Linked DNA regions of Sus scrofa: all the other regions are linked to region 4. The links are chromatin contacts, called in public HiChIP or PLAC-seq maps. All regions are on one chromosome and are shown on one strand. Each heading gives the region's core, a stretch centred on a gene start, on an enhancer-like site or on the middle of the called end of the contact. The rest is flanking DNA. Distances are from core to core; before and after follow the strand shown. Region 1 holds the start of CFLAR (CASP8 and FADD like apoptosis regulator). Region 2 holds the start of AOX2 (aldehyde oxidase 2). Region 3 has its middle 24 kb from the start of NDUFB3. Region 4 holds the start of CLK1 (CDC like kinase 1).

The links. HiChIP or PLAC-seq counts read pairs in DNA pulled down with a chosen protein or histone mark.
Region 1: an H3K27ac HiChIP or PLAC-seq map of alveolar macrophages shows a contact between it and region 4. The contact joins the promoter of CFLAR here to the promoter of CLK1 in region 4. A contact is called at or near these places in 1 of 5 promoter capture datasets (fetal liver), 3 of 47 Hi-C or Micro-C datasets (heart right ventricle, liver and skeletal muscle) and 2 of 2 datasets of contacts at active chromatin or transcription factors (alveolar macrophages and skeletal muscle).
Region 2: an H3K27ac HiChIP or PLAC-seq map of skeletal muscle shows a contact between it and region 4. The contact joins the promoter of AOX2 here to the promoter of CLK1 in region 4. A contact is called at or near these places in 5 of 47 Hi-C or Micro-C datasets (heart right ventricle, omental adipose tissue, retroperitoneal adipose tissue and 1 more) and 2 of 2 datasets of contacts at active chromatin or transcription factors (alveolar macrophages and skeletal muscle).
Region 3: a contact with region 4 is called in an H3K27ac HiChIP or PLAC-seq map of alveolar macrophages. The contact joins the enhancer-like site here to the promoter of CLK1 in region 4. A contact is called at or near these places in 1 of 5 promoter capture datasets (fetal liver), 3 of 47 Hi-C or Micro-C datasets (heart right ventricle, liver and skeletal muscle) and 2 of 2 datasets of contacts at active chromatin or transcription factors (alveolar macrophages and skeletal muscle).

What each region holds. Positions count from the first base shown.
Region 1 is chr15:104,798,165-104,801,062 of Sscrofa11.1, forward strand. It overlaps CFLAR (CASP8 and FADD like apoptosis regulator), which reads left to right and starts at 1,647. Exons shown (of 9, transcript NM_001001628.1): 1 at 1,647-2,049. The coding sequence starts at 1,754.
Region 2 is chr15:104,409,435-104,412,318 of Sscrofa11.1, forward strand. AOX2 (aldehyde oxidase 2) reads left to right here and starts at 1,253. Exons shown (of 35, transcript NM_001308472.1): 1 at 1,253-1,344. The coding sequence starts at 1,253.
Region 3 is chr15:104,770,181-104,773,096 of Sscrofa11.1, forward strand. No RefSeq gene overlaps it. Among named protein-coding and RNA genes, the nearest start is that of NDUFB3, 24 kb to the left of the region's middle. Within about 2 kb of position 1,616, at least 12 of the 83 cell types and tissues checked have an H3K27ac peak or open chromatin away from gene starts, as enhancers often do. A contact at or near this core is called in alveolar macrophages, liver and skeletal muscle, where this site is marked.
Region 4 is chr15:104,560,430-104,563,448 of Sscrofa11.1, forward strand. CLK1 (CDC like kinase 1) reads right to left here and starts at 1,713. Exons shown (of 13, transcript NM_001123099.1): 1 at 1,619-1,713; 2 at 99-262. The coding sequence starts at 262.

The DNA.
Region 1 (2,898 bases), core at 397-2,896, 240 kb after region 4:
TGGTGGGTTAAGGATCCAGTGTTGCCACAGCTGTGGCACTGGTTCAGTCCCTGGCCCAGGAACTTCCGCATGCCGTGGGTGTGGCCAAGTAGTAGAATAAAAATGAAAATTTAAATAAATGTAATTTTGTTAATTTCAGACACTAAAGTACTCAGTAATATTTTCATTGATGAGGAATTCTGGAACTCTAGGGAAATTGTAGTTCCTCTAAGAATCTGTTTCATTTTTCTTGTTTTTGGCAGCAAGAGCTATTTAACGTCCCATATTTCCCTTTTCGCTTTGACTGCCAGGAAGCTTGAGGCAAATTGAAGGTCTACTAGAATCTGTTTAAGTCTTTCTGGCCTGCATATTTGCATTATTAATCTACCTCATTTTGACTTTCTAACCTAATTTCCCCCCTTGTTCTCATATAAATTTTTTATTCTCCTGATGCGTTTTACTGTAAGATGCCTCATCTTTTGTGAATTGAGACTGTGTACAAAAATAAATAGATTTCAGTGTTCCTTTCACCAAATCTAGCTAGATACATATATAAATATACTTGTACACAAATATGTAGCAGCAGTTAGCAGAAAGTTGCTAACTTACAGCTGGGTTCTGTTTCCAATTATTTTTTTGTTCAGATTAGCTTTTAACCTGAAAGCTTCTGTGGTAGAAACAGACAAGGTACTCTCCCAGAACATAAGAGATTATTTACCATAAAATGTAGCTATGAAACTTTAGACAGGGACCACCATTTACAACCAATTTTGAAAGAAAATAGATTGTGTTCCAATGGAAGAGGTTGAGAAGTTCACCCCATGACATGAATTCCCTACTGCTCCCACCCAGTTCCCAGATCTTTCTCCAGCTCTTCGGCTTCACCTCCTTCCTTCCATTTACACTGTTAGGAACTCTAGTGATAATTGTTGTCCGGCAGTGTAACGTAAGTGGGGGCTTCTGACCCTTCCAAGGGTCAGAAGAGGTGATCCAAACTTAACAAGACCCATTTAGCTGTGGTGGCAGGTCCTAGGAGCATTCATGATGATGCTGTGGAAAGGGCTGGGGACTTTGGGAGGATGGCAGCAGGTGTGAATGTGGGGTTTCAAAGTCGAACAACTGGAAAAATGGGGTGGGGTAGGTACAGAAACCTCTTTTCTCCCACCATTTTTTGAAGCCCTGCTGGGGTCCCTTTGCTAAGATTCGTATTTGTTTAAGCCTACTTGGGGGTCAGGGAAGGGAAGTTATCTGTGATCTCAGCTTCTCTCATCCAGTTAGCTGCTTAGTCATTGGGCTTTTTCTCTGCCCTCCACCAAGGTCATCCATTTGCCACTTAGTCATTAAGTCCCTAGCTGTGATTTCCCCCTTACCATAGTTTGTGTTCAATAAATTCTGTTAAAGTACGTGGGATTTTTGGGGAGGTGATTTGTCGCTAGTTTCATTTCCTTTAAAAATAGTGTTATCTTCTTCGTCCCTTCTGGTTTGGGGGTCAGTTGCTTTGTCTACTGAGAGGATCGCTTTCTATAGATTTAACAGTATGAAATTTAACCTGCTAGATTAGGGAGACCAACAAGAAAAGGAAAGGCCTATACCTGGAATTTTAGTGACTTTGATAGGAGGATTTTTTTTTAAAAAAAAAAATTCCCTTTTAACCACAGAACTCCTCCATTGGAAAGGATTCTGAAAGAAATGAAGAAAACCATCAGAAATGAAGTCAGTACCCTCGTGGGCTTCTGTTGACTGGACTAGATTTCTCTTACTGCCGTTCCTTGGAATGACACTGTACAGAATGTCGGCTGAGGTCATCCATCAGGTGGAAGAAGCACTTGATGAAGATGAGAAGGAGATACTTCTTTTTTTGTGCCGAGACATTGCTGCAGATGTGGTTCCACTTAATGTCAGGGACCTTCTGGATATTTTAAGAGAGAGGGGAAAGCTGTCTCTTGTGAGCCTGGCTGAGCTGCTCTACAGAGTCAGGCGGTTTGACTTGCTCAAGAGGATCTTGAAGATGGACAGACGGACAGTGGAGGCCCAGCTGCTCAGGCACCCTCATCTTATTTCAGACTATAGGTAATTCCTCAGCCCTTCCCGAGACTGGACTGGTGGGAGGGAGGGAGGAGGTCTGGACTTGAGCATCATAGAAATGAGGACAGTGGGGAACAGCAGCCGCATTCCTTTCTCAACCCACTGCTCCTACTGCCGTGTTGCTGCTGCTTCATTCCTCTGAACTCCTTGAACTTTTGGGACGTGTTTGCTTAAAGTACTTGGGTAGAATCAACTGAATGAAAGGAGAAGGGCTGGATGGATGGGTTTGCCCGAAGAGTGGGGTGAGAGAAAGGAATGACTAAGAGCTAGTTCTCTTAAAATGGCTTCTGATTGCGAGATCTGCTGTGTTCTTTGCTAGCTTGATTTTCTGTGATGTCAGCGCCTGGCAATTTCCCCACCGAGAAAGGAAATAACAAGTCTGACAGTAATCTTCCTGACCTTTGTAAAGCTTTGTTAACCCTCCTGAGTCCCCATGGGTCAGTCTTTCCCCTGCTGAGGAAGTTAGTGGGGTTGGCTCACTTTCTGTGCGTTTCTGTAAGGTTCCTGTTCATGCAGGTGCTGGGGACCCCAGATTGAACATACCCTCAATCAGCCACCTCTAGGTTCCCTTCAGTCCAGAGAGGAACGGCTGCTGGAGTCCCCTTGAGCTGTTCCTTCCTTCTGTTCACACAGCAGGCTCTTGGTGGTTCAGAGGAGCACAGAAGCCACTGTGGGAAAGAAAGAGAATTTGTAACCTTAAATTAGTGATTCCTTTCTCACCAGCCTTTAGTTATATCAATCATGTGTATGTTGAATTACCGCTGTGGTGAAACAGGATCGGTGACAACTCTGCAGTGCCAGGATGCAGGTTCGATCCCCAGCCCGGCACAGTAT
Region 2 (2,884 bases), core at 3-2,502, 150 kb before region 4:
GGCTACACAAGTTCATGTTTTTCTTCTGGGGAGAAAGAAGAATGTCACATGAACAGCCCACTGTAGCTCCCCTCCCTCTGTTGCATCAGAATGGTTGTAGATATTGGCAGGACACCCAAAGACAAAGTCACAGGAAACAAGCAAATAAGAAAGACGCACCAAGGAAGGCCCCTCCATGGTTCAAGAGTGCTAAATCCCCCACTTTTCTTTCTTTCTTTCTTTCTTTTTTGTTTCCTTTTTAGGGCCGCACCCGTGGCATATGGAGGTTCCCAGGCTAGGGGTCCAAGCAGAGCTGCAGCCACCACAGCCACAGCAACACCGGATCCTTAACCCACTGCGCGAGGCGAGGGATCGAACCCGAAACCTCGTGGTTCCTAGTCAGATTCGTTTCCGCTGTGCCATGATGGAACCCCAAAATCTCCCACTTTTCAAGTTGAGGGAGGCAGGAATTCTCGTGTTCCTCCAGAACCTCCGTGGGTTCCAAGCTGGGCTCACAAAGCATACCATTAACCATGCTGCCATGAGGGGATTGGCATCCTCGGGGGCTACACCAGGGTGGCAGCACTTCCCCTGCTTCCCCTTTCTGCCACCAATTCTTGGGATCCCTGATATTATCAAAATGTGCTCCCCACAGGAGTTGTCTCAGAAGTGCCAGAATATTAATTCTTGGAGTTCTCACTGGGGCACAGTGGGTTAAGAATCCAACAGCAGCAGCTCTGGTCACTGTGGAGGCACAGGTTCGATCCCCAGCCTGGCACAATGGGTTAAAGGATCTGGTGTTGCCATAGCTGCAGCATAGGTCTCAGCTGTGACTCGGATTCGATCCCCGGCCCAGGAACTTCCATATGCCAAGGAGGCAGCCTTTAAATAAAAAAAATTAAAAAAAAAAGAATTGAAACTCTTCCTACTCAAGCTTCTTCTCTCAAGAACCCCCTGACACACACACACACACACACACAGCATCCAAGTCCTTCCCCAATTTGAAACATTTCAAGAGTACAAAAGCCTGACGTGGCTGAGTGGGAAGACTCCACAAAATTAGATAGTGGAGCAAACATGAAGAATGAAACTCCCAGGGCATCTTACACTGTGGTGGTTCCCAGCTCTCATCATGTAGATGAGCGTTGTTGCACAGTTGCTCGGCGAGTCTCCTACTCTATGAACATATGCAAAAGTTGCCTTTAGAGCACACACAAAAAAAGAGGCAAATGAATGCCGGCCACGGCAGGCATTCCGCTGGGTCACCCACTCCATGCCCACCATCATCTCTTTTCTGTTGCTAACGCAGGTGATCGAGAGGAATGCGGACCCAGAAGTCACGCTGCTGACCTTCCTACGAAAGAACTGGACCCTTTTGATCCATCTTGGCCATGTCTTATGTTTGCCTTAAAATTTAGGCCAGCTGAGATTATCAGAATTAATCCGATCTTTCCACCCCCCACAGCCAGGCCCCTTGGCTCTTGCTCTCTAATTGCTTTTGGAACTGGTTCTAAGCATATTAAGTTAATTGAGCTATTTGGAGAGGATAAAGTTTCCCCAGAGTTTCCTTATATCTCGATTTAATAGCCATGAAATAGAAGCTAAGCTCTTTACTTCAGGACTAATTATTCTTTTAAGGGCCTTCTGATCCCCAAGAGAGTGATTATGCAATAGAGGTTTGTGTTGCACATCCCCTGCCCTGGAGGACAACCAAGATCTCCAGATTCAGGGAGAGCACCTGTCGTAAGAAAAGATTGCCTTTCTCGACATCTGTTTTCTCACCGCAGATTTCCCCCCACCATTCTATACTCTGAAATGTAGATCTTCATGATGGCAAACCTATCTTAATTGGTAAATCGAATGGATCTCGCAGAGAAGCCCCCCCAAAAGATAGAAATTACAAGCTTTATTGGAAAGCCTACACAGCTTTTAATTTATGGTGACTGTTTGAAAATTAGGAAATCTCATATTTAAAAAATAGGAGTTTCTCATGCAACAAGGGGAAGATAGTCCTTCCTGCCTGGCAGCGGTCTTGCTTAGAGCTGAGTGGGGGACTGTCGGTCACCACCCACTCCCCTGTCGTCTAAAGTGGAGCACAAGCTCTCCAGTTATACCCAACCCACTCCACTCATTCACAGACCTCTCTGATAAGCATTTATGGTTATGACCTAACTTCAGTGAACAAGCTATATGGCTTTGAAAAAAAAAAAAGAGTCAATGATTCTGAAGTGTTTGTAGCCAGTCTAGGTAGTTACATCCAATCCATAAACTGGGTGGAAATAGACCACAATGAGGGAGAAGGATGGCTAAAGAGAGGGGGCAGAGGCTGAGGCTTGCGATTGGACCAAACAGGAGCAAAGGTGGGATTTGAAAATAAGGATGGATGGAGTTCCTGTCGTGGCACAGAGGAAACAAATCCGACTAGGAAAGATGAGGGTGGGTTAAGGATCCAGTGTTGCCATGAGCTGCGGTGTAGGTCACAGACACGGCTCGGATCTGGCCTTGCTGTGGCTCTGGCGTAGGCCGGCAGTTATAGCTCCAATTAGACCCCCTATCCTGGGAATCTCCATATGCCGAGGGTACAGCCCTAAAAAGACAAAAAGACAAAAAAAAGAAAAAGAAAAGAAGGATGGGGGTTTTCTCTGAGGGCTCACTCACTTGGTATCAAATGCAGTACAAATTACTGGGCAAAACTAGCAATACATTAAACTGCTAAATGGAAATTTCTCTTCCAGTTAGATGATTAACCCAGAAGAACATCTATAATGAAATAGGATTTTTTCCCAAGGGTTTTTACTTCTGTTATCCAGCAAGATGCTTATGACAAGCCTGTGAAGATAGGGTAGGTATTGCTTTTCCCTCGCTGCAAGTGCAGCGGCTAGTTGGCTGCGACCTTCCAGCGTCA
Region 3 (2,916 bases), core at 366-2,865, 210 kb after region 4:
TATAAAACAATTACCAGCACTTCCCATTGTGGCTCAGTGGAAACAAATCTGACTGGCATCCATGAGGATGCAGGTTTGATCTCTGGCCTCGCTCAGTGGGTTAAGGATCCGGTGTTGCTGTGAGCTGTGGTGTAGGCTGGCAGCTACAGCTCTGATTTGACACCTGGCCTGGGAACTTCCATAGGCCACAAGTCTGGCCCTTAAAAGACGAAAGACCAAAAAACAAAAACAAACAAACAAAAAACAAAAAAACACTTTAAGACCTATTCCCTTAAAATTTCTTAGAAATTTTTCATGGGAAAACAGGTAGGAATGGTGGGTGGCCAATCTGGCATAACTCCTGAGAACTGGGGTAGAGGGCATTTACCAAATCAGGTCTGGAGAGAGTGTGGAAAGCCAAAGGCAGAAAAACCTGTCTAAACGGATTGTGTAATTACAAAGAATGTGTGCATAGATTAAAATTCAGGGGGATCGGATTGATGGAACAGTGTGGTAAAAATCCAGTTGCAGCCTCTTGTGTTGCTGCAGAGGCGTGGGCTCAATCTCCCACCAGATCAGTAGGTTAAAGGAGATCTGGCATCACTGCACCCATGGCACGGGTTGCAACTGAGCCTCAAATTCATTCCCTGGCTCAGGAACTTTCATATGCCATGAGTGTGTCCATAAAAAAATAAAATAAAATAAAGTCAGATTCAATGGAATCATTAAGCCAGGTAGGCAGAGAAAATAAATGAGACAATTCTGGACAGTAAATGATGGGCCATCTGAATGAAAGTTTGTGACAGCTGGTACTGCCTAAGTCTGGATCTCACATTTTATCCGATTCATTTAAGGAGTCTAGAATAGAGCAGACACTAAACTTCATATTCTGGCAAAGATCCAGAGACACTGTGTCTGTAGTTCATTCAGTTCCTGTACAAAAGGAAAGCTTAGATAGGACAGATTGATTGGTCAGTCATTTCACATCACTGGTCTAAGGCTATTTATCATGTTCGATCCCTGGACCAGGAACTTCCGCATGATGTGGGCACTGCAAAAAAGGGGTGAGACATGTGAATATGTTCAGGATAAAATGATAGTTACCACTTTATTTATTTATTTATTTTGCTTTTTGGGGGGGCACCTGCAACATATGGAAGTTTCCAGGCCAGGGGTCAAATCAGAGCTGCAGCAGCGAGCCTATGCCACAGCCACAGCAACTTGGGATCCGAGCTGCATCTGTGACCTACACCACAGCTCATGGCAATGCTGGATCCTTAACCCACTGAGCAAGGCCAGGGATCATCGAACCCTAATCTTCGTGGATACTAGTCAGGTTCATTTCTGCTGAGTCACAACAGGAACTCCTGGTGTCTGACTTCTTACACATAGCGCAATATTTTCTGCCTTAACATTTCATTAGAAAATGTTCAATCATAAAGAAAGGAAAATTAGGGTGCCTGAGCATTTACTTCATGTTGGGAAAGGGCTCCTTGCTATGGAGTAAGAGCATGGAAGTAGTTTGTCACGAGTAAGCAGCAGCAGCAGGATGACACAGAAATGATACATCTGTACCTAGCCTTGACCTCCATCTGTGTCAGCATCTTCCTCCAGGCCTGGGACATTGCTGAAGCAGCTGGTAGCCTTTGGGCCCTGATGATTTTTCTGTCCTCCGACCTTGACTGTCTCTCTCTGTCACATTCTGTACTCAACACGTTCATTTAGTGCTTCACAAAGACAGATGACAGATAGAAGCTCAGCATGCCAGGAACTCAGATGGACATGGAAACTAGTAAAATACAGTAGGTGGAGTTCTCTTGTGGCAACGTGGATTAAGGATCTGGCATTGTCACTGCAGCAGCTGGGGTCATAGCTGTGGTGTGGGATTGATTCCTGGCCAGGGAACTTCCACATGCTGTGGCTGCAGCCAAACAAAACAAAACAAACACAGTAAAGGAATGTATGATCACTAGAACAAGAGGTAATTAAATCCTGGTTGACAAAAGAAGAGGGACAAGAGACATAACCAATATTTAAGGGGCAAACATAGGAAAGGGGGCCTGTAAAGAAAGGAGAAGGAAAGATCTGAGAGGTGGAAGATAAATCTGGAGAGAGCCATGTCCTAGAAACCAGGGAAGAAAGGATTTCAATAAAGGGAACAGGTCAAGGGTATACAACTAAGATGAAGTATGTCAGCTGGATTAGAAAACATCAATCTTTTCCTACTCCACTTTAGAAGCTCTCCAAACCAGGCCTTTCCTCTGCAGGCAGGAGATGAGAAGTGTCATCTCTGCTATATCTGACCAATTTAAAAGGAAAACTGAAAATACCGACAATGGGGGTTCCCAAGGACATAGCTCAGCTAGATTACACACTGAGATGCTCAGAATTTTGTAGTAGACAGTAATGAAAACCAATTAACTATACTGACATAGAAGACAATGAATCTCAGTGAACATAATACTGAACATAAAAAGGAAGTCACAAAAGAATACGGTTTGTTTTCGTTCGTATAGAGTGCAAAAATTGTCAAGCTATACTGTTTATTTATAAAAATTTTTTTCTCTTTGTAGGGCTGAACCTGCGGCATATGGAAGTTCCCTAGCCGGCTACAGCCACAGCCATAGCCACACTGGATCCGAGCCAAATCTATGACCTACACCACAGCTCCTGGCAATGCAGGATCCTTACCCACTGAGTGAGACCAGGGATTGAACCCACATCCTCATGGATGCTAATCGGGTTTGTTACCCACTGAGCAACGAAGGGAACTCTAAGCTATACTGTTTAGAGATGCATATATAAGTGCTAAAACTTACAAAGTCAAGGAAATCATTCTCTGTGAAGTTGGGACAGTGGTTACCTCTAGGGGGAGGAAGTGGGTTACGAGTGGGGAGGGGCACACAGAAGGCCTCTGAGATGCTTCTATTTTTATGC
Region 4 (3,019 bases), core at 463-2,962:
AAAATGTATCCCCCTCAGTTTACTGAGATAAAACTGACACATTGTAATAAAAATGTATTTTTAGATCGCTACTGAGACACTTTAAAAACTCTCCTTACCTATCAGATGTTTTAGAGTGATTATATCTGCAGCGCTTGTTCTCCCGGGCACTGCTATGTGATCTCTTTCTTCTTTTATGACTACTGCTGCTGCTCTTCCATCTTTCATAATCCCAATCTTTTTCATCCCAATCAGGACAATAAGCTCTCTTTGCGTGTCTCATCTATATAAAAGATAAATCTTTCCCAGTTAAGCTGTATCCCACATATCATCACTGTTTGATAAACCGAAAAAAAAATTTTTATCTCTAAATCTGGAGTCTGAATTCTACTCATAGATTCCTGCATTATACATGCCAAGATCAGATTTACTGAAAGAGGGCTGAAAAAGAAAAAAGAAAAGGGAATTCCAATTGATCAACTTTGGGAAAAATCCTTTCCTGCCAGAAGCACGCATTTACTTTATATATAACTCGCCCATTCAGATGTGCATCACTTTTTTTTATTATTTCCCCAATACAATTTTTTTTCTACTGTACAGCATGGTGACCCAGTTACACATACACGTATACATTCTTTTTCCTCACATTATCATGCTCCATCATAAGTGACTAGACATAGTTCCCAGTGCTACACAGCAGAATTTCGTTGCTAATCCCTTCCAAAAGGAGAGAAACACCTAGCTTAGCCTACGAGCAACTTACACAACCATCGGTGTAAACCATTTTCCCTAAAGAAATGTCAGAACCAAAAATCCCTAACAACTTGAAAAAGACATTAGAGATAAACTTTTCATCAACTACCGTTCACAGCAGTACTAACCGCCCGGGCACCACCTCGTCTCTAAACACAACTTAAGGGGATCCAATTGTTCCCAAGGGGGTGGGCTGGGGGAGAAACTCCCAAGCCTGTGCCCGACCGCCTGGCTTCTCTCACAAGCTCCTCCAAATATGCCACATCATTTCTCTTCCGTCGAGTTCCTAAACCTGCTTTCTGTTTACGCCACTGACGGCAAAGACACTCGCCATTTCCCCTCGAATTACTTTAAGACTCGAGCGGACAGTGAGACCGTCTTACACCCGGTCCCTGTGTTCCTTCTTTCCCTCTGTTACGAACGAAGGTCCTCAGAGGAGCGCGTCTCACGCACATTCCAGAACGCCGTTCTGGCGGCCACCCTCCGCCCGCAGCTTCGCCGCCTCCGCCCCGCCGCCATCTTAGAGCTCGGCCGACGCCTGCGCCACCGACATGGCGCTCGGAGCGCCGGGGATCGGGATCCCTGCTCCCTCTAGGGAAGGCACACGTTCGAGCTCTCTCCGCCTAACAAACACTGTCACTACCCTCCGCCAGGGTCTGGAGCGTCACGGTTCAAATAGAAATCCGCAGCGGCGGACTCGGAAAAGCATAGAAGACGAGCTGTCCACCTTTGTGCAGCCGAAGCGCGGTGGGGGGCGGTGCGAGGGGAAAAGGGGTCACCCTGCAGGACTGCAGACGGCCAACAAGCTTGAAGGGGAACGTCACAGACGCTCTCGGGAAACAGAAAAGGGGCCCTGACACCCAGCCCGCTTCCTTCTGCATCTTACCGTCCAGGCCAAAAAGTCCAAGCCTCAGGAGACAATGCTTGCAACGCGACAACGGAAAACACCCAGCTGGCTGCGACAAGGTCCAACAACAAAATGGAGCCGATTGCCGAAGCGTCTGGGCTCTCCGGGAAAACAAGATGACGCTGCAAACGTCACTCCGCCTCCGGGTGGGGCGGGGCTTGCACAAAGGGTGGGGCTGAGCTGGCGCCCAGGGAGGGGGGCGGGGGACGTGTGCGCAGGCGCCGGGTTCGAAGCTCCGCAACCAGGTTGAGCAGAGGGAGCTGTGACCGCGGCCATGTTGTCTCTGTTCTGTGTTTGGGCTGAGGAGACGTTTTAAGCGTTGGGGAGGAGCGCCTCGTCCATGCTCAACTAAAAATTGTATTTGTGAACGCTAGAAATGAGAAGCTGAAGGAAGCAGAGTGCGAAATAGCGTTACAACGTCTAAAATAATGCTTTAAAAAATTTACACCACCTTCATCAGATAGTTCCAAATTAGGACGTGCCTGGATTTGGACTTTTGCTAAGGTTCTGAAACCAATTTAAAATTTTAGTGGCTGGGACTCACGGACAGAAATTGGATTGGAAGGATTTTCCCGAGATTTTCAAAGGCGAAGAAATGTGAGAGGGACTCCTCACAATATAGCAACACTTCCGCATGGAGCAAGGCCTCTGCGTGTAAAGGCCAAGTAAACTAAAGAGTTGGGGTGGGGGGACTGAAAGATCATTAAGAGAAGACAAATTTGGACTTCTCTTGGAGTTCCCTGGTGGCTCAGCAGCTTAAGGATCTGATGTCACTGCTGTGACATACTCTTTTCTCGCCATTGAAAGGCTTATACTCCTTCCATTTCTTTATCATATATACCTGAGGCACATCTTTGATAGTGGGTTAAAAAAAAAAAATGGCCGGAAAATGGGAACTAGAATCAAATGAGGAGTTCCCTTGTGGTGTAGTGGGTTTAGGATCCAGGCTGACACTGCAGCAGCTTGGCCATGAAACTTCTACATGTCTTCCAAAAGAGGACAGAATTATCTGGAAACAACCTCTGAATAACAAAAATAAAGCTGCAACTTGATAGAACAAAGTAATTGCCGACCCTGGCCATAAACATTAAAAAAAAAAAAAAAAAAGGAAGCTCTGAGGAACTGCTCTGAAGAGGTAGGGAAGAGGTCAGTATTATGATTTTTTTTTTTTTTTTGTCTTTTGTCTTTTTTGTTGTTGTTGTTGTTGCTATTTCTTGGGCCGCTCCCGCGGCATATGGAGGTTCCCAGGCTAGGGGTCGAATCGGAGCTGTAGCCACCGGCCTACGCCAGAGCCACAGCAACGCGGGATCCGAGCCGCGTCTGCAACCTACACCACAGCTCACGGCAACGCTGGACCGTTAACCCACTGAGCAAGGGCAG